Regions from separate parts of the Pelodiscus sinensis genome. Here region 1 is linked to region 2. A link is a contact called in public Hi-C data. All regions are on one chromosome and are shown on one strand. The core of a region is the stretch at or near the end of the contact, and the rest is flanking DNA. Distances in the headings are between cores, read along the strand shown. Region 1 holds the start of ARRDC5 (arrestin domain containing 5). Region 2 holds the start of DPP9 (dipeptidyl peptidase 9).

Region 1 (6,685 bases), core at 136-2,635, 180 kb before region 2:
GCTGTTTTATGAAGATTTTAGATTTTCACCCACTCTTTTCCTGCCAAAGAATGGACCCATCACCTCATTAAGAGGAGATTTTATTTCCCGGTTACCTGGCTGCTCTTCCCAGACATGAAACAAATCTTCCACTCCATATCCTACCACTTTACACACAATGTTGCCATACATTCTGCCAGTACAGTAATCAGAAAACTGTCAGTTTTCAAACGAAGCCACACACCAGTACAAGATTCACCACAGTTCTGTAAAAGGGTGAAATAAGGGGTAGTGTGTGTCAAATGGGAACACTATTTTTTTCGTCCGTGAAGACAACGCCACATACCTTGACCAATATTAAGGTGCATTCATCTCTCAGCCAGCTCGAATACTTAACTACAAGGTCAATACTCCAGTGAGCGCCCAGTTAACACGCGCCTTAGACGTGTTTCTGTCATTTGAGCGTAATTTAAGGCAGGGTCCTTGCCCGAGGCAGTGCAGCCGGGGGGCAGGGAGGAGATTGGGAGGGGTCTTTCGGAGGGCGCTGGCTCGTTACGTGGATAAAGGGCCTGGAGTGGGTACCTGTTTGCCCCGGTAGAAGAGGCGTTGCCGGTCGGGTTCCACGCCGAACACCTCGTGGATCCGCAGCCGCAGCTCCTCCACCTTGGTGAGCTTGGAGAGCGAGTCCACCCGGTGGGTCTCCTTGCCGTCCATGGTGCGCACCTGGATCCACATGGCGGCGGCTCTGCCCAGGAGAAAGGGGGGAGCGGGTCACGCACCTCGCGGCAGGGACGAGCCGGGATGGGGGCGGCGAGACCCCGCTCCGGGGGGACACTGCCTAGGCACCATCCCGCCTCAGCCCTTCCCGCCCGGCCACAGCCCGGGTCCGCGGAGCTCTGCCCCAGGGCCCGCCTCCCCAGCGCCGGCCGGACCCCCCCCCGACCTCACCGCGGCCCCTTCCCCCGGCTGCTCGCTCCCGTCCCAAACACCCACCTCAGCCACAAGTCGAGGCCAAGCCAGCGTGGACGACGGCGACTCTCTGGGGCTACTTCAGCCACCGAATCAATGAGACCTCTCACCCTAACGCTCTCCCCTTCGAACAGCCCGCCCGCTCCTCCTACAGCATTGGCTCGTAGCCGGCCGGCCTCAACGCCGATTGGCCCATGGCCCCTAAACGCCCGCCCCGCAACCCAGCCGGTTAGGCTGTGTCCGGCCAGCCGTCTCCCTTCTCGCGGGCGGGCGCCGCGCGCCAACTGTATCTCGCGCCACAATTGAAACGCTTTCCTCAGTCTCGCGGAGTTCTCTCTCCCCCCCCCTTTCCCAACATATCGCGTGATTATGTAAATCACAAGAGACAGCTGCAAGGCTTTAAAGGGGCCGCTCTACTAGAGGATTAAAGAAGGGGTGCAAGGGCTTAGCGCATGGAATAATGAATGTGCAATCTGTCTCCCCCACTCTCCCCTTTATATTTTGCAACGTTCCTTAGCCTTCATAGAGGGCATGTTTTATAGCCTGACAGCATCTAGGGATAGGACACTCCCTTATCCTTAGTGCGTTGTCTGCTTGCCCCCGGGGCAAGTTTCTGGTTTGGACATAACTACACAGCGCATTGCAAATGAGAACTCATACCAGGTGCAAGCGCAAACCAAGCCATTACAAAGAAGGAGAGCGTTCTACTGCCAGACTCTGAAATGCAAACGAGACCTCATACGCTCTGCAGTGGGAGGAGTCCAAATTACCATAGGCTGAAAATGTGTCTTGAGCGAATCCGATTCCCCCTCCCCACACACATTTACTACATCAAGCATAAACAAGTGCAAGCTTTAGAAGACGGCCTTCCCATGTTTGCATCTCAAGGAATAGGGTAAGTGCATGGACCTAACTCCCTGTCCGATTGTTGCTTGCAATGCGTTTAGGATGAAGGGACCTTTTTTTGCATGTTCGGTGGCCGAGTTACTACAAAAGCTGTAGAATAGTGATAGAAATGTAGCCGTGTTAGTCTGGGGTAGTTGAAGCAAAATGCAGGACAATGTAGCACTTTAAAGACTAACAAGATGGTTTATTAGATGATGAGCTTTCGTGGGCCAGACCCACTTCCGGTTTTTGATCTGAGGAAGTGGGTCTGGCCCACGAAAGCTCATCATCTAATAAACCATCTTGTTAGTCTTTAAAGTGCTACATTGTCCTGCATTTTGCTACAAAAGCTGTGCTACTGCCAACTATTATAGTTCTATTACTAGCTGCACGGGTGGCCTTTTAAAATACACACATTCCCAATTTCAGGGAGTACTTGCGGGGGTGGGGACACGGAGATGGTAATCTATGGCAGTTTGCAAATCCTCTTCATCGAGAAAGTCAGTAGGAAGGAAGGTAAGTAGGTACAAAGAGGTCATAATATGCGGTTTGAGTTTTAGACAGCAGGACCGGTTTTTTAAAACAGTGACTCGGTCTCTGCGTGAGCTTGGAGGGACTTCCTGGTTTGTCTCACTCTGCCAGTGAACCTGTAGGTAGGCAGAGGGCTCTCTCCAGGTACAACCAGAATTCAAGTCACAGGCAAGCTTCCAAATGCCACCGAGCGGGCAATAAGACATTTTAAACTTTCAATTGTTTTAGCTTTGTTTGTTGTGTCGGGAGAGGTGTTTCCAAGTTGCGCACTGAACGGCAAACCAATCCATCTGCAATCCCATCTTCCTCAAAAATTAATTTCACACACAACTGCAACGGTTCTAGATTCCGCCTCCACACCCAGCAGCAAGAATGGAGCGCTCAGCTTCTGAAAGGGCCTGCTCCCTGTTCGCCGCGGTGACGGATGCGGGCGGAGACTCTGCCATTGGATTTCTGTTCTAAATGTATTATCCTCTCTAAAAATAGGCTTTAAAAATAAAATCCGATTGCAATCTCCAAACTGCCTTTCTTCCCATTGCATTTCAGGACTCGAAGCACGGATAACTTTGTCTCTGCTTTGTACTTGGGAGATGGGGAAAGGTAAAATCCATGTATTATGCTAGATCCGGTTAACTGTTGCACTGTACAAATATGGGCAAAACATTTTAAACTCTGCTGACATGCACTGAACTAGTAGAGATTGCGAGTAAGGGACAGAGTTGGGAGGAAAGACAGCCCGCTTAAAAGACTCAGACTCTCTCTCGCAGAAACGAGCAGCTACCGTGTATGTATCTCACATTTGCAAATGCCAAACCAGATGCTTCCTGTGCGAGCAAGATCCCTTTTTTCTAAACATCGACATTACAAACACGCTGCTAGTTTCAAAATGTCTCCCTGCCCGTTGGCATTTGCTGCTACAGCAAGACGCTTTTTTTGGCAGAGACTTGCCCTCTCTGTTTGCACTTGGGAGGCGGGCTCAGTGGATCCCCTGATTCCTAGCTGCTGTCTGTCAGTGAATAAGCCATCTGGAAATCGCTCCTCCCCGCTTTCTACTACAGACTTAAAACAAACAAAAAATTACTTCATTCCGCGTTGATATTTCATAAGGGGTAGGGGGGCACCAAGACTTTTGCAGTGGCTTGATCTTCCACTTGAGCAACTTCCCTATCGGATACCACTGATTAGACAACCTCCCCTCCCTCGCACCGCTGTAATTAGCACTTTACAAGCATATGCAACAGTCAACGTATTGCATCTGCCGGCTCCTTCCCAGCTGGTAGTTACAGGAGCGCCGAGTTTGCAGAGACTTAGAGGAGAGCGCGGGAGGCAAAGTCTCCCGTTTGCCACAAGGCTGCGCCCCGCTCACGTTGCAAAGCCTGCAACAGACACAACTTGCCCGCGCTGCATGACCCGGGTCGCCCCGAGCCACTCACCTTTTGCAACCCCGGGCTCGCGGGTGCCTGGAGGGGGGAAGGACGCTGTTTGCAGACGCTGCTCCCGGCCGGCCTACTCGCTGCCCAGGGGGCGAAGGGCTGCAGAAAGCGCCGCTCGCAGGATGACAACTGCAGCCCCCGGCGCAACCGGCTGCTGCCTTTGGAGTTTGGCGCGGAAAAGCCCGGTGCGGGGCGGGCTCTCGCCGATTGGACGCTGGTGGCGGGAATTAGGAAGACGGGGAGGAGCCCAAGACGCTCTATGGGTCCGGCGCGATGTCCCCCCCTCCCCCCCCCCCCGGCGAGATGCTGAGCGCGGCGCGGGGATCGCAGTTTCTGCCACCAGCGATGGGCTGACCCCTGGATAAGGGGGGCTGCTGCCTAGTGCCTGGGGCTTTGTCCCCATCCTTGCCCAGAAAATGAGACTAACCCTGGTTGTTTGGGCTAATTCCAACCTGCCTTGGGGAGAGGTCAGCTCTTTCCAGGAGTAAAATGGGTACAAAGCCTCCCCCCTCCCCAAAATCCTGCCCCTCTCAGCCAAACCACTCCCTAGGAAAATGCTGCCTCCTCTGGGGTGGAACAGGGATGAAGTTTAACAGCCCAGTGTAGGATGTGTCTAGGAAATAACCCACAAATAGAAGGGGAGTCTCCTTCACTTTCAGAAGGGTCAGCTGAGGTAACGCATATTGAGCAACCACCTCCCATCCATTCAAGTTTGAGCTCCATCCCCCTGGCTTGTGCTGTACTTGTGGTAACAAATGCTGGCTTGTCACCTCTAAGCTAGAGATCTATCCCTACTGGGGAAAACACTTGAGTCCTCTTCCCCATTTCTGGGCTCCTCAGCAAGGATAGGCAGTCAGAGCTGCTGCCTCCAGCAAGCAGAACTCTCATCTTCCTTCACATACCACAGGAGATTTCAGGCAAGGGGTTAGTGAGGAAGGAGTTGCTGGACACATAAGGGTACGTCTAGACTACAGGGTTTTGTCGATAGAAGTTTTGTCGACAGATACTGTCGACAAAACTTCTGTCGACATAGAGCGTCTAGACTACATTCAGTTCTGTCGACAAAGCAAGCTGCTTTGTCGACAAAACCCTGTAGTCTAGACACAATCCTACATGCAATAACACCTTCTGTCGACAGAACTCTGTTGACAAAAGGTGTTATGCCTCGTAAAATGAGGTTTACCAGTGTCGACAAAACTGCTGAGTTCTGTCGACGTTATGTCGACAGAACTCAGCGGTAGTGTAGACGCAGGTATAGTTTTGTCGACAAAAGTCCACTTTTGTCGACAAAACTTTGTAATCTAGACACACCCATATTTCCACAAAAGGGGAAGGGTATGGAGTAAAAAAGGTTTAGAGAAGGCTCTGTTCTTCCCATCTATAGAGACACCTCTGAAGCGCACCCATTTAATTTCATTGTGCTCAAGGGTACACTCTTTCCCTCAGCTTACCTCCCAGGAGAACAGTTTAGCAAAGGAAATCGAGACATCAAAGGAATTAAAGAGGTACCAAACCTGAAGCATGGACTTCATTGCTTCCCTGAATCAGAGTCAGTGCCTGAAAGAAAAGTTGGTCTGTAGGCAAAGGCCCAGCTCTTCCCATGGGGCAAATAGAAAGCAGGAGAAATATGGAGCATGACTCAGCCTGCAACTGTGGCAGAACAAACAACTCTCAGCAGACAGATTCCTCGCGACGCCTCCGAAGACACCTTCTGACAAAGAGTAATGAATGCAAGCTCCAAGGAAACTTGGCAAAGATGAGCAGTATCCTTCTTTGATGGCCATGAGTCCTCAAACTGTCTCCCTGAAGTGTCTCCACTTTGTAAGGAATAATCAAATCCCCAAAGGAGTCTTAAGAATCACAACGCTGGGGTTCCATTCTCTATCCTTCCCCCAGTCTTTGTTTGTCTTGTCTATTTAGAATGTATATTTGACCCCAGCACAACAGGGCACTGCTCACAGTTGGGGCCTCTACACATTATCAACAAAGACTAAATAATAAGAGCCTCAAAAACTTCATAACTGGGGCAAATCCTGAAAGTGGTAGGGCACCTGCTGCTGCTGTCAAAGCCAAACAGGCTCTGCACTCTCTGTAAGTGCAGTGATGTCACAAACCTTTGACATCACAGACATACACAGATCCTTGGGAAGCACAGATAACAGCAGGCTTCTGTTCTTCCCTGATGTCGGTGGTAAAATCAATTAACCTGGTGCTGCCTGAAGATAAGGTGTATTTGGCAGGCTCTGGCATAGATGGCCAAGTGATTCTGAATCTTAACAACTCTTTGATCGACCCCATAGTGAAGGTAGAGCTCGTGGGAAGAGGCTATTTGGAGTGGAATGAAGAGATGAATGCTGACAAGGATTACAGCAGAGACATTGTCTGCAATAACAAGGCTGACTACATCAATAAAACAAAGACATTCAAAATAGAGGGTAAGGAAATGGAACCACAGAATTCAAAGAACACAGAGTAAAACTTCAGTAATTTTGCCCCAGTAAACACAGGAATTGCCATATCAGATCCAATTAGTGATCATTCTAGTTCTGTATCCTGCCATTGTCCTAACTACTTAAGAGAATCATAGAATACTAGGACTGGAAGGGACCTCGAGAGGTCATCGAGTCCAGTCCTCTGCCCTCGTGGCAGGACCAAATACTGTCTAGACCATCCCTGATAGACATTTATCTAACCTACTCTTAAATATCTCCAGAGATGGGGATTTCACAACCTCCCTGGACAATTTATTCCAGTGTTTGACCACCTGACAGTTAGGAACTTTTTCCTAATGTCCAACCTAAACCTCCCTTGCCGTAGTTTAAGCCCATTGCTTCTTGTTCTATCCTCAGAGGCCAAAATGAACAAGTTTTCTCCCTCCTCCCTTTTAG
Region 2 (6,512 bases), core at 2,377-4,876:
TTCCCCCCCCCCCCCCCAAACACACACACCTGGTGTATCACAGCAGTTCTTGCCTGCAGGCAGGGACTTCTGCCTAAGAGTCTTGGAGCAGGCAAAGGACTTGGCTCAGCCCTCACTTTGATGCTCATGCCTGCTGAGTCTCAGATCTGGGGCACCACCTCCCCTATTCACCCCTCTGCAAGTCTTGCTCGGAAGTCCACGCCCAGCTCTCTTGTTGCTGCTGCTGTCCCTTGCTTGGAACACTCGTTCCTGGGCAACAGGGTCCCTGCTGTGCAAGGGGAGGCAGGAGGCCTGGCCTTATTTCTGCTCTTCTGCTGACACCTGGTGGCAGCTGCAACCACACTAGCCACGGCTTGGAGACAGACGGCTGGGGTAGCACCCAGGAGCTATACAGAATGCAAGTCAATCAAAGGCAATGCAAAGCTGAGACCCGCACCTCCCTCGGGCTGTCAGGCAAATTAATCCAGCTGCTGGAATAACATAATGGTCACCTCTTCTCGGGATGTTCACTCTCTCCTGACTGGCTCAGTGTGCGACTCCCAGGCCTAAGGCAAGGAGCTGGGGCCGATAGCGGAGTGGAGGATATGCATGGAAGATGCCTACTCCGGCCAAATTTACAAAGTGACCACTTACCCTCATTTTCAGAGGAGCCCAGCACGACGCAGCTCCCGGTTGCTTCCGTTGGAGCTTCTTTATTCTCAGCCATTCTGAAAATCGGGAGTCCCAGTGGGTGACTAGGGCTGAGGAAGCAAGCCGCCAGCCCCGTCCTGTGGCCCGAGCCCCCCCCCCGGAGTCAAATCTCCCCCACACTGTAGGGACAGGCCACCCACTGGTGGGAGGCATGTGGCCCTAGCCCTCCCTGGCCCCAAGAGAAGAATATGCAGACCCAGTCTTCCCCGGCCCTGGGAGCACAGGGAGGGTGTGCGATCCCAACCTTCCCGGCCCTGGGAGCGAGGGAAGGAGGGCGGCATGCGGCCCCAGGCTCCCTGGCTCCAGGAGAACTAGCAGCACAGCCCCAGCCTTGACAGAGCTAGGAGGCTGCGGGAGCCACACTGAAGGGGGAGTCTGGGGGCAGAGTGTGGGCAGAGCCAGGCAGGCTGTTTGGGAAGGCATTACCTTCCCCTTCCTCTTATATCCGCCACCCATGGGTGGGACACCACAAATATGGAAGCACACCAAATCATTGTCCTCTGTCACTGGCCTCCAGGAGGGGGACAGACGCCTCTCTTCCTCCGCAGGTCAGCCTCCTCCCTTTAGGGTTAGTCACAAAGGGCCAAAAGGGAGATAGGCTGCCTTTGATCTGTGCATGGATCTGCAGATAACCGGCATTTTAACTCTTCTGCAACTGAGCAGTATTGGGTATTGAAATCTCCTGTGTAAACGTACGATCTGCCAATACCATGGGATGGATCCTGCAACACGTTGGTTTCCATTGATGTCAATGGGGATGGAATCCACACTGCACAAGGATATATTGCACTTTGTATTTGTTACTAACCTTTAATAGATGATACTACTAATTAATTGAGATGTAATTACGATGGCCCTGATTCAACCAAACACTTACCCAAGTGCCTAGTGTTAAGCACGTGCTGTGTTGCCCACCATTGCAATTTTATCATGAGTCTTTGCAGTATTTGGTGGTGCTTATTTTTAAAGCACCCCCAGGTCCTGAAGACTCTTCGTTTTCATTTGAAAAAAATATAAGTTTCTAGCTCTCCTGATTGCAAAGGAAATCTGGAAACGTGAAGCAAGAACTCCCTAAAGGTTCTGAAATAAGAAGAAAATAACACCCGCCCCCAAGTTTTTTACTTTCTCTTTTTAATCTCATGATTTTGAGAGCCTATCTCATACATTTTCAGTGCTTAGGGTTGGCAAACAAGTGACATGAATCCGATACATGAATTAATACATGACTGGAAGGCCCTCAGGCCCAGATCCTTAAAAGTATTGAAGCTCATAACTGCCACTGAACATAGAAGCACCCATGGAGTAGAATAAGAATGAACAGAAAATACACTGAAATTCATCCCTTGGCCCTGATCCTGCAATTTTCTATATATATATATATATATATATATGGACATAATTAAATTCATTATTTTAGTAAATTCACACTCTTGAAATTAAAACACAAACATTAGTGTTTGCTGGATTAGGGTTTCTTTTTCAGCAAACCAATATGAGATAAGCACATGCTTATGCTTAAGTACATGCTTAAGTACTTTGTAACATTGGTTCCAATAATACTTAGGACTTGGACTTCACTTTATAATATGTTCAAAGTGTTTTACTAACACTGACTAACAACCAAGCTAAGAGTGTAGTTTAATTGTTACTGATAATTAACATTTATTTTAATAATCAGTAATGAATTTATAAACTTAATATTTAGGAGCCATGAAATTTCATTGCAGTGTTGAGATATTGTATTACTTTTAGTTATTTCCAAAGTGATTTGTGAATTTTTTACATACTATATTAACAGATTCACAGTTTTTGTATTTTATACAATTCATAATGAACATATTTTGGAATCAATCACAAATCTATACTATTTAGCATTGATATTACATCCTGTTTTCATTTTGTGAACTTAAACTTACGGTAAAAACATTAATATTAATGTGGTGTTAATTAATAACAAACCAACCATTAATTACTAAATTAAAAATAATTAGGGCTTACATTGCACATCACATTCCTAAAGTGATGCTGGCTTGTTCTTCTGTGTTTGCTCTGAGCAAAATAAATATCAAAACAACCTGTAAATTCTAATATTTGTATTAAATCTTATTAGTAAAAAAAAACAAAAAAACCCCATTTGATACAACTTGTTATAGAAATATATTTATGTAAACTCTTACTGAGATAGGTTTCCGTAGTGTAGCGGTTATCACGTTCGCCTCACACGCGAAAGGTCCCCGGTTCGATCCCGGGCGGGAACAACATGGCTTTTTGAATTTAATATTCATCACATTTTATTAATCTATAAAAAAGTTGATTTTCATTTAAAATTAAATGCCATGACTCTGCAGAGAGAGATTCCTACCGGCTGCCCCTAGTGTTAAGCATTATTCATTCTTATTCAACTAAGGGTAGATGATTTAAAACAATTTACTAAAACAAATAATACAATTAAAAGGAATTTTAAAAATTAGCCAGACAGCTGCGTTGGCCGGGAATCGAACCCGGGTCAACTGCTTGGAAGGCAGCTATGCTAACCACTATACCACCAACGCGCTTGTGTGTACAAAATTCTCAGATCCCTATAGGAGAGTTCCAGGGAGGTGGGACTGTACCATTTCTCGACAATTAGAAGGGGGTACTTCCTACGAAAGGTATTCTGAGATGTAAACCAGTGTCAGTGTTGGAGAGAGGGAGGGCTGGTAGAGAGATCACCCAAGCTCCAGGAAGAGGACAGAACCCTCTCTTTCTCCGTGGCTCACCCTCCTCTCATTAGGGTTAATTCCCTTCATGGACCCTCCCTTTCCCTGTCGAATGGTTCCTTCCCTTCTGGGATAGCGACTACCCCTTCCCGACCGTGCAGTAGTTCCTCCCACGCCCCCCTATCCTCGAGAGTGGTTCCTCCTCAGCTCTTCTCCCTGATGCCCCTCCCGCGGGCGGGCTGGTCCTCTCGCCCAGACCGGGCACTTCCGCCTCCGGGTTAAAGGTCGCGCGCGAGCAGGCTGCCCCCCCTTTCCCCCTCCCCGTTTCCGGGGCTGCTGTCTGAGTGTCCGGGACATGGAAGCAGCCGCTGCCCCCCCTCCCCGCTGAGGAGCCGCCCCGGCCGGGGGAGGACGCCGAGCCCCGGGGTGAGTGGGGGGAGCCCCTTCCCCAGCCTGAGGCAGCGGGGGGGGCAACACCCCTGTGAGGGGCGGGGTCACGTCCCCTCCCGCAGGGACCCATGGCGCGCGGGGGGGAGGGGGAGCATCTCTGGCGCGAGCCTGGGTCCCCACCGCCCGGGGGGGGCGGCTCCCCCTCCCCGAATGTCCCCGGGGTGATGGGGAGCCGCGACCCAGTCGCCTTGCAGTGGGGGAGGGGGGACATGTCGCTGCCCCCCCCATTCTGCAGGGAGGGGGAGTCAGCTCCCCTGGGCTGCGGGTGGGGTGGGGGCGCCAGGGAGGGGCCGGAGTCGGCTCACGCTGCTGGCAGCCGGGGCGGAGGTTACGGCGACACACGCTGGGGCTTGGCATCGCCTGGGAGGCAGCCGGCTCCCTCTGACACAGGCCAACAGCCGCCTCCTGGGCCTTGCCCGTGACAGGCGCTCGGGCAGGGCTGCTCCCCCTCTGCGCTCAGGCCGGTGGCGGCTGCCAAACCGCTTCTCTCTCTGCACCAATTCTTACTGATTTGCCTGTTTGGGGGAGACGGGTCTGGGAGCTTCCAGCTCACGGCAGGTTAACATTTAAGGCTGTTGGGCCTGGAGGTGACTGCATCCTTGTGGGGCTTGTAAGCACAGCGGTAGTTGAGGATCTTGCTGACAGGACTAGAATTGTCCATGTCCTCCGCCTCTCAGTCAGGTTTCTGATTCCTTAGGTGCCATTAGTTTGGGTCATCTCCATGGGCACAGCTGTGTTTCTTCTGCATAGAATTTGGCCCTCTAAGGCAGTGATGTTCAGACTGCGGCTTGTAAGTAGCAAGTGGCTCTTTAAATGCCTCTCCTGCAGCTTTTTGCAGCAAAACATTGTATGGTTTAATTATTAACCAATCAGGATGCTTTTACTGTGTTATTAATCAGTTACGGTATCAAGTTTTTAATTTATTTGCTGTGAAAATTCTATAGCTATATGACCTAAGCATTTCCTCTTCAATAATGCTGTTAGAAATGAAACAATGAATTCACGCTACTGTGACTTTTTTGGGTAATGTTGATCCCTAATTTGGCTTTTGAAGCATGGAGGTCTGAGCATCACTGCCCTAAGAAATTGTAAAGGGGTATCCCTTAGGTCATTACCCAACGCCAATCATGGGGCGGTTCATGTCACAAAATTACTGGATGTTTCTGCCTAGCCCCACTTTTGAGTTTTCGAGAACTGAGGGAACATTACTGCCTGCAGCTCTCCCTGATAGAGGGGGCAAATGAAATAGCCTTGGTACCTACTCTCCCCTGATGTACTGTTGGGTGGATAAATGGTGGTTGTTTGGATGGGCTCAGGGGTCTGTTAATGAAGGCTATTAATGCTCCAGATGTGGGGTGTGTCCACAATCCAAAGCTCTCTGAGGGCATGGGAAATGAGGGAGGTCCCACTGCACTTTGAGGATTTTGAGTGTAAGAGGAGTTAGGCATCAAGGACACATTCCACCTTATGGTCTTAAGGAACAAGAACATCTTGTAAAGGCCAGTGACCCTGGCCGTTCTGTCATCTCAGAAATCTGGGGATTAAAGATTGAGATCCCTCAGAAGAATTTAACTGGAAATTTGGCAGAAGAAAAAGCTACCGATTACCTGCATGGTTCACTGAGCTTCAGTGCTGAGGAACTAGGAAATCCACCTCTTAAAAATACCTTGATATGAATGTTCCCATATGTTAATTGGGGATGGAACTGGGCTGCTCAATAGGTCCCAGGCTGTGCTGGCAATATGATTGATGGAGGACTCTTAATGCCCATGGCTGGGGAAACTGTGGTTACATGAGGTCTGTTTTTTCTCTCTCCTCCTCTAGTTTTCTGTCCTGCCCAAGGTTTGCTGAGCAGTTAATGCAGAAGATAAAGAGGGTTCGTCTGGAAAACGAGACTGCAGGAAGTTGGAGAAGGTAACTTTCCTAGTCTCTATCTTGGCACATACGGCCTTTGGGGCTGAGTAATCAGAGGGCCACAATCAACATTATGAATGAGTGATGGTTGTGATAAACCAACACCTGTTAATTCTGCCCATGAAGTCCTAAATCCAGCTGTATCCATAGAGCCTGAAACACTGGAAGAAAACTAGCTCTTTGCTACTGAATTTAGATTCCAGGCTTTTAAATGCCTTTCTGTCTGCATTTTTTAAAATCCTAAATCCTTTTTGCTTCCGACCATTGCTGTCCTCTTCAGCCTAAATCTATTACATTTCCCTGCCCTTCCCAAAACCTGCAGCCATGTAACCTTGTCAGATGTAGTGGACTAGGCATGATGGTAAAAGAACATCTGGACATCTTCAGAGTTTTCTGTGTTGTGGTTGCAAAATTCTGAATGCAAGATTAAAGGTGGCCTGTTCTGCTTCTACTGTCATCATTTTGGACCATGTCTGTACAGCAGGGACTAGAGTAGGGATGTAACTGGTTAACCAGTACCTGGGAGCAGCCTGTGGCTTGCCACAGGTGGAAAGCTGCTCAGCCCCAGGATGAGGGCCAGCAGCACTGCGCACAAGGAGTAGAGGAGTAGGAGTGAGAGCCTGCTTAATCAGTTAACCAGTTAAACAGATTAACTGGGATTTTACATCCCTAGAGCAACGTATCTATGGTGCCATTCCATTGCCAGTTTAACCTCATTGTGTAGACACGTTCTGCGGTGATGGAAGGGTATTTCCTTTG

Evidence for each region. A called contact is a pair of places that touch in the nucleus more often than the background predicts.
Region 1: a contact with region 2 is called in a Hi-C map of liver, with 5 times the contacts expected there. The contact joins the promoter of ARRDC5 here to the promoter of DPP9 in region 2. A contact is called at or near these places in 3 of 5 Hi-C or Micro-C datasets (liver and an unstated tissue).

Annotation. Positions count from the first base shown.
Region 1 is chr19:23,202,571-23,209,255 of ASM4963464v1, reverse strand. ARRDC5 (arrestin domain containing 5) reads left to right here and starts at 1,385. Exons shown (of 4, transcript XM_014569028.3): 1 at 1,385-1,843; 2 at 5,244-6,232. The coding sequence starts at 5,980. It overlaps UHRF1 (ubiquitin like with PHD and ring finger domains 1), which reads right to left and starts at 3,964. Exons shown (of 17, transcript XM_075903059.1): 1 at 3,798-3,964; 2 at 562-724. The coding sequence starts at 714.
Region 2 is chr19:23,026,803-23,033,314 of ASM4963464v1, reverse strand. DPP9 (dipeptidyl peptidase 9) reads left to right here and starts at 3,626. Exons shown (of 21, transcript XM_075903056.1): 1 at 3,626-3,815; 2 at 5,664-5,753. The coding sequence starts at 5,698. It overlaps TRNAG-UCC (transfer RNA glycine (anticodon UCC)), which reads right to left and starts at 3,242; the gene lies at 3,171-3,242. TRNAV-CAC (transfer RNA valine (anticodon CAC)) reads left to right here and starts at 2,876; the gene lies at 2,876-2,948.